Regions from separate parts of the Mus musculus genome. Here region 2 is linked to region 1. Evidence: chromatin contacts called from public HiChIP or PLAC-seq data. All regions are on one chromosome and are shown on one strand. The core of a region is the stretch at or near the end of the contact, and the rest is flanking DNA. Distances in the headings are between cores, read along the strand shown.

What was found. HiChIP or PLAC-seq counts read pairs in DNA pulled down with a chosen protein or histone mark.
Region 2: a contact with region 1 is called in an H3K27ac HiChIP or PLAC-seq map of neural progenitor cells, with 6 times the contacts expected there. The contact joins the enhancer-like site here to the promoter of Zfp804a in region 1. A contact is called at or near these places in 9 of 39 promoter capture datasets (the 3T3-L1 cell line, the HPC-7 cell line, cranial neural crest and 5 more), 24 of 484 Hi-C or Micro-C datasets (the AML12 cell line, the HPC-7 cell line, adipose-derived mesenchymal stem cells and 16 more), 2 of 115 datasets of contacts at active chromatin or transcription factors (astrocytes and neural progenitor cells) and 1 of 9 other capture datasets (embryonic stem cells).

What each region holds. Positions count from the first base shown.
Region 1 is chr2:82,051,963-82,055,275 of GRCm38.p6, reverse strand. It overlaps Zfp804a (zinc finger protein 804A), which reads right to left and starts at 1,618. Exons shown (of 4, transcript NM_175513.3): 1 at 1,375-1,618. The coding sequence starts at 1,485.
Region 2 is chr2:82,570,061-82,573,639 of GRCm38.p6, reverse strand. No RefSeq gene overlaps it. Among named protein-coding and RNA genes, the nearest start is that of A130030D18Rik, 180 kb to the right of the region's middle. Within about 2 kb of position 1,354, at least 11 of the 459 cell types and tissues checked have an H3K27ac peak or open chromatin away from gene starts, as enhancers often do. A contact at or near this core is called in granulosa cells and neural progenitor cells, where this site is marked.

The DNA.
Region 1 (3,313 bases), core at 369-2,868:
CAGACAGTTTCAATAATCCTTCTAGACTCTGCCTACCCTATAGTACTCAACTAATGATGTCTGGAGCATGGGTTCTCAGTGCAACAGAAAGAGCAAATAAACACATCCTGAACAATAAAGACATCAGGAGTACATCAAATGCACCCCATGGGTGTCTCAATCCACTTAAATCTTCAAATGAGAACTTTTCATCCTCAAAAAAATAGGGAATTATTTATTAATGCGTATATACTTTTAAACATATAAAGAATCTGGGGCTTTGAAAACTATATTCGCTTTGAGCTACGTGTGTCCTTGACTTACTCTACCTATCTTTTTCAGATAAATACTAGGAGAAATCTAGAGCAAAGTCTGCCAGTGGGCACAGACTTCAGAAAGTCTTCCACTTTTACCACCTGATTTGGGCTGGACTCTCAGTGCACATACTAAGAGAACTCCACGCTGCTGCTTTCTGCCTTTGGAGAAGTGGTTACTTCTCCTGACACCCTTGCTCATGAGAGTTGGTTCTGTAGGGAGGCTTTGCGTATGATGTGATGAGCCTTTGTGGATGATGGGAATTGGGTGGAAAGTAGAAGCTACTCCGTGCTCTCTCTATGCTCAGCACATCTTCCACTAATCAAGAGCGCTTTTCCTGCTGGGTGCTGAAGGACAAGCTGTGCTTGTCAGTGAGAATAGCTGTGTGGGTTTTGTTTTCTAACATGCTTCCTACTGTCTGTACTTGTGACACAGTGATCACCTTCCACCCATATCCCCAAACTCTAAAGTGTGACAAGCTGCAAGTAGTGGGCAGATGGGAATATTCTGCTTAGCTTCACACAGAAAACTTCTCAAGAGAAGTTTCCTGTCAGTCCTTCAGCGAAGAGCCAAGAGCCAAGAAACAAACTCATTCGGAGACCCTCACCCAATCCAGCCACTTCCCCTAAGCCACCAGCCACATGGCTCGCTGCTCCATCAGACACCCACACCTCCATTCACCTTTAAGCTGCCTAAACGGAAAGATGTCACAGGATCACTTGGGGTTAGTGATCCTTTCTATTTTTAGGAGGTCCTGTTGAAAGAAGAGGTTTATAATCTTCAGCACTGTGGAGTGTGGTGGACAGAGAGCTTCATGAAGTCTCAGGAAAACATTTAGGCAGAGCTTTCCTAAGATTCCTTCCCTTTTCTATACCCGATTCTCATCCCACGCCCATCAGATAAATAAATGAAATAAATGAATTCCTTGCAAACCAAACATCACTAAAGCTCCCAAATCCATCCGTCAACTCATCCCTCCGGATATGCCCTATTAGATGAGAGACAAATAGAAAGAGAGAGAGAGAGAGAGAGAGAGAGAGAGAGAGAGAGAGAGAGAGAGAGAGAGAGAGAATGAATTACCAGAGTTTTGTTCCCGTTCTTGCTGAGAGGGCCCCGGAAAACTCCCTTGATGTTGCGAAAGTGTCCGTTGCTGAGATGCGTGGAGCTGATGACAATGTAGTAACACTCCATGGGGCAGCCGCCGCCTCTCCTCCGCAGCCGCCGCTTCCACGCACCCGCACCCTCAGCCGCAGCCGGGGCCGGGAGGGTGGGCTGGGGATCGCGGCAGGGCGAGCGGCCGGCTGTGCGCTGGCGGCGGGCACGCGGGTTCCTTATGCCCGGCTGCGGTGCGCGCCCTGCCGCCTCCGCATGCCGGCCGCGCTCGCCTAGGCTCCGGCGCAGTGCTCGCCTGGAGATAGGAACCGGGACGTGGAGCCCCTGGGGAGGATGCAGCCACAAGGGGGGCCGGGCCGGGCGGGACCGGGCGGGAGCGGTCAGAGCCCGCGCGGTAGGGCGCAGCCGGGCAGCGGGAGCCGCCCGCGCGGCAGAGGCAGCGGTCGCAGCATCCCCCGCGCCGGGCGCCCGCACTCGCAGTCGCTGCCGCTGGCAGGCATGAGTGTTATTATAGTGCGCGGCGTTGCTGGTCCATCGCACTGAGCCAATGGCAGGGAGCCACTGGGCTGATACTGAGAGCTGTCAGAGGAGTACATCTGTCACCCGCCACCTCCCCCCCGCCTCCCCCGCCGCCGGGACCCACGGCCGCGCCAGCCTGGCCACGAGTGGGAGTGCGTCGCGACCGCCAGGGGCCGGGAGGCGACGGCCGGTTACAAGTGCGAGACTCCTGCGAGGTGCGGGCGGAGGTTGGGGGGTTGGGGAGCAACGCGACCGCAGCTTCTGCTCTGCGGGTTGGAGTGCGGGCGGGGGAGCAGGGGAAATAAATAAATTAATAATTTAGTACCCAAGCCATCCGCTTCCAATTGCAGCGAATCGGGGCAGGTGCCAGGTGCCTCTGGGTTTGGCTTAGGGGAGTCTGCGCTTTGATGCATCTTTTGTATGGAATACCCCGCACCCCCGCGCCCCCCAGTTACACATATCACAAATGCTATGTGCTAAGAGCTTGGGGGAGGGGATTTGTGGCGACGAGAGTGGAAGTAGGGAGAAGGGAGAAGCAGGGACTCCTGATGGATGTGCTCCCATTCCTGGCGCTCTCCCCTCATCCACCTCCCCTGGGAGCATCAGTTCTTCCTAAATTGCCAAAGCTGAGAGGAAAAGGATGCTTTGCGGCAAAAGAAGCCGCTGCCAGGAGCTCCCATGCCAGAGAGGTGCTGAACAAAAACAGAAGCCTTCGCCCTAGAAGCGACCTGAAAGGAAAAGCTGCACACAAACTCCTGCGCTTGTCACAGAAAGTAGGGAATCCGGTCTGCGGTCTTCAGCAGAGATTCCGGTTGGATTTTAAAGGGTCAAGGCAGCCATCAGCAAGGACTGCTTCTACCCTACCCCTTCCCAGGTGATCCACTGACCTGTGTAAGTTTAGCTCCTTTGAGGTGGTGGAGTGGGAGCACCACAGATACACACACCATAGATCTGCTACTACCATAGGACTCATTAGTCGGCACTTAAAAAGATCGATACCAGGCATGGGAGTCTGGGACATGGTGCCTTCAATGGATTTACTGAAGGCTTTATTTCCCTTTTGCTTTGAAAGGCTTAATTGGTTAAAGCAGATTCCAGACATTCTGATGCCCCCTATGACAGAGAAAACTGCAGTCCGATACAAGCTGTGTTTATCTTGTTTATCCGTGGGCCAAGACTAAAATACGGTCGAGTATGTGTGCCCTATATATAGAATTTTAGGTAACAATGACAGCCTCTTCCCCATAACCCATAATATGGTACTTAAATGAGTCTGACAGTTTGATTTCACTTCTTCAAAGAAGATAGAATGGGGGAGTCTTGCTAAAAGAGGTGGCAGTCATGTGAGTGAATTATAAATTATAGGGTATAGCGGGGGAGTGTTAGA
Region 2 (3,579 bases), core at 105-2,604, 520 kb before region 1:
TATCTATCTATCTAATTTGTGTATAAAAATATGGGTGCATGTATGCCACAATGTGCATATGAAAGTCTGGAGGCAAACTTAGGGGTTGGTTCTTATCTCCCACCAGGTTTCAGAAGGATTCGCTGTTGTTCTTCCTCTAAATACATTGGGTTAGATGGGCCCCAGCCTAAAATGGATTTTCTGTTCTCTACCTTTTATTCCCCAGTATGTGTGCTGGGCTTTTACTCAGGCTCTAGAGATTTAAACTCAAGTGCACAAACCTGTGTGGATAGCAATTTTACAAGCTGCTTCATCTACTTCAATAATTGTATAATTTTAAATTAGAGGTTATTTAGTTCTTAGACCTGTATGTTTCGTCTTTTTGCTGATACAGTGTGACTTCTAGTTGTCTTGGTTTCTCACACATCAATGTTGATGTAAGACTCTTTTCTGTCTGCCCTTTGAGTGAAACAGTGCATATAATGTTCAGATTTTCTTTATTACTCTTATTTTTCATAACAGTGTGACAGAGCTGAAGCACAGAGGGATTTGATTAATTCGGCCCAGAGAGCATTCATCAAGACTTTTTCATATCACAGAGCATATATGGGTGTAGAGACGTCTCTGTGACATTACCAGAGTTTCTTCTGGATTACATTGATGGGAAAATTATTTGCCTTCTTTCTTTAATACTAAATTTGCCATAAAAATATAGTGAGGCACTGGGAAACAGTATTTTAAGAATTTGGCTTCATTTTATTATTATAGATTATACTAATAAACGTTTTTTTCAGTGGCATACTGCCTTTTATTTGCATTGTAAAACCATCAACTAGATCTTTGAATTACTATACACATAGAATCATGTAATTTAATAAGAAATTCCATTTCTCTTACAAGGAATTGTAAAACATTCCTGTTTTGTGTGTATATATGTGTTAATGCTCATGTTCTTCATGAGTAAAATTGTTGGGTAAGTTTGCATGTCAGCCTGGTGTTTGGCTTTACCACACTCTCATTCAAGGTTTTCTGTGTAAAAATACATTACCATCATATTTTATGTTCATTATCACACATTAATGTACAAAATAAGAAATTTCATTAAAACTGTCCATCAACACATATAATACAAGTCTATCATAAACATTTTCTTGTGTGATTTGGAGAATCAAAACAAATGGTTACATATCCTCAATAGCGTGCCTCTTACAGGCCAAAATAACTTCCCTAATGTCCAGCTCAGTGAACCAGGGGTTTATTGAGGCTACTTACAGGAGCATGAATAACTAAAGGGCAGCTGCTCTCCTGGAAAGCCTATGCCAGTATGTTTGATGACTCACTAAAGCTGTCTCTGTAGAGCTACTGGCATGGCATACTGTCAGCACCTCCAGTGTGCAAGTCAGAGAATTTCCTTTCCACAGCAATGAGTCATTATAGTGTGTAACCTTCTGAAGGGGCTTTGTGTAACTTTCAGGCTTGTGGAAGTTTTAATTTTTGTTCACATCGTGAGTCTCATGAACCTGCCTTCTCTCTCCACAAGGCAATGGGCAATGTTTCTATTCAGAGGAAATTGCTGTACAACTCGCTCCTTAGCACTGTTTCTTATTTCTGTCCTTCCTTTCCACCCCTGTCCTGACTACTCCTTGTTGTTGTATTGTTTTGTTTTTTACTTGTACACACTATTTACCCAGACAGTCCACACATAGATGAAAACAAAACACACATGACGCTGGGCTTCATGGATCTGTTTCACTATGGTGATCATCTCCAGTTGCATTTACCTAGTAGCCAAAAAAAAAAGTAAATATAATTGAAAAATATCCTTCACTTTTTAAAATATATATTTACACATGTGTAATTTATAATAGGCTGACTTCATCGCTATGGTGAACTGCACTGTATTTAACATGCTTTTGCAGTGGTGTAATGGCAGTGTTATGAAAGCTCTACTTTGTAACTTTTTGAGCAAGCATCTTATTTGCTAACCCACATTCTAATAGTGAGTAAAAGTCCCTTTCCTTTCATATTGTCTTCTCCCACTGAAGGACACTCCCATATTTTTCATATCATTTTAATGTCACTAATTCTTCTTTCTCTTTCTATGTTTTATCAAAATTAATACCTTTAATTTCCTGTTTATGTCACGTATTGGTTCTTTTGCTATATGTGAGTGTGTGTACAAATATGTAAATATCATTAAGACATTGGTGATTATATTAATATTTTAAGTGTTGTCTGATCAGTAAATCTTGACTTATAATATATTTTAAGGAACAAACAACATTTTCTTTCTCTGTTTTTGTACTTTTCTGCTTTTGCATCTGATGTTATGATAACTCCACCAACATTTTTAGTATCACATCAGAAGAATATTTCTTTTATAGACATTCATGGCATATAAACATTTTGTTATAATAATTTTAAGCTTTCATCTGGTATAATTTTAACTATAGTTGAAGAATATTCCTTTGGACATTGTGCAGTCCATAAGTAAAATATCATAACAATCCTTTGACATTTGTCTTCAATTTATTTTGTTTTACCTTAATTTTAATCATATACTTTATACATTAAGTATATTCATCATATTCCTTTTGTATAGATAGTGTCTAAATTTTCTAAGAATTTGCAACTACTTCAATTTTATGAGATTTGTCATTAAACCCATTTGGGCTGACCTCAGGACACAGAACTGAGTTGGATATTTACGAACCTTGTAGGGCAGAAGAAGAATCTCAGAAGCAAAGACTTTACTGTTTACACCCGAAGGAATCTTGTTAAGCACAAGACTTTAAACATTATTATTTTTCACTTAAGCATGCACACTTTGAAGGATCTGGGAAAAAGTGTGTGTGTGTGTGTGTGTGTGTGTGTGTGTGTGTGTGTGTGTGTTTGTGTGTAAATTTAAGTGCTGGTATCTGAGTAGGTAGTTATGCCTAATAGTCATGTGTTTGACAACTTAATGTGGTTTCAATTTTCATGAAGTATAATACCATCTGTTTATATGTTGCTATGAGTTTGTTGGACCTAGTGAATCCAAAATATAAGAAATAGAATTCAAGGTGTTCACAACAAAAGCTTCTGCAATGTTTCTGACATACACTAGGTGTCTCCAGTTTCTTACCCAGATGAGGAATGTGGAATTAATCATACATAGACTTTGATGATAAATGACAAGAAAAGAAAAATACTCAAAAGTTACTCTATATTTTTTATATCTACATGTGACAAAAGAAACAATTTAGATTTCATGAGTTATATCTGAATTCAAGGATAAATTATTTCAAACAAGTAGACCTAATTTAGAACTCAATCACCAATCATTTAGTTCCAGGTTCTGAATACATTAGAAAAGCGATTTCTTACTAAATGGTAAATCTATTCATTAATTAACAAATGATGGTTATGGAATATTATTGTATTTGATATTTAAGTTATTCTCAAACTACTCATTATGACTGATACTTAGAAACTGCATCCCTCTGGTATTATGATAACTGTAGTGGTCAAATTTATAACTATATGAAAAACAGGAATTATGTTATTCATAGCAACTGAATAAACTGCCATGCATGTAAATATTCAAAATGAAAAAGTGGA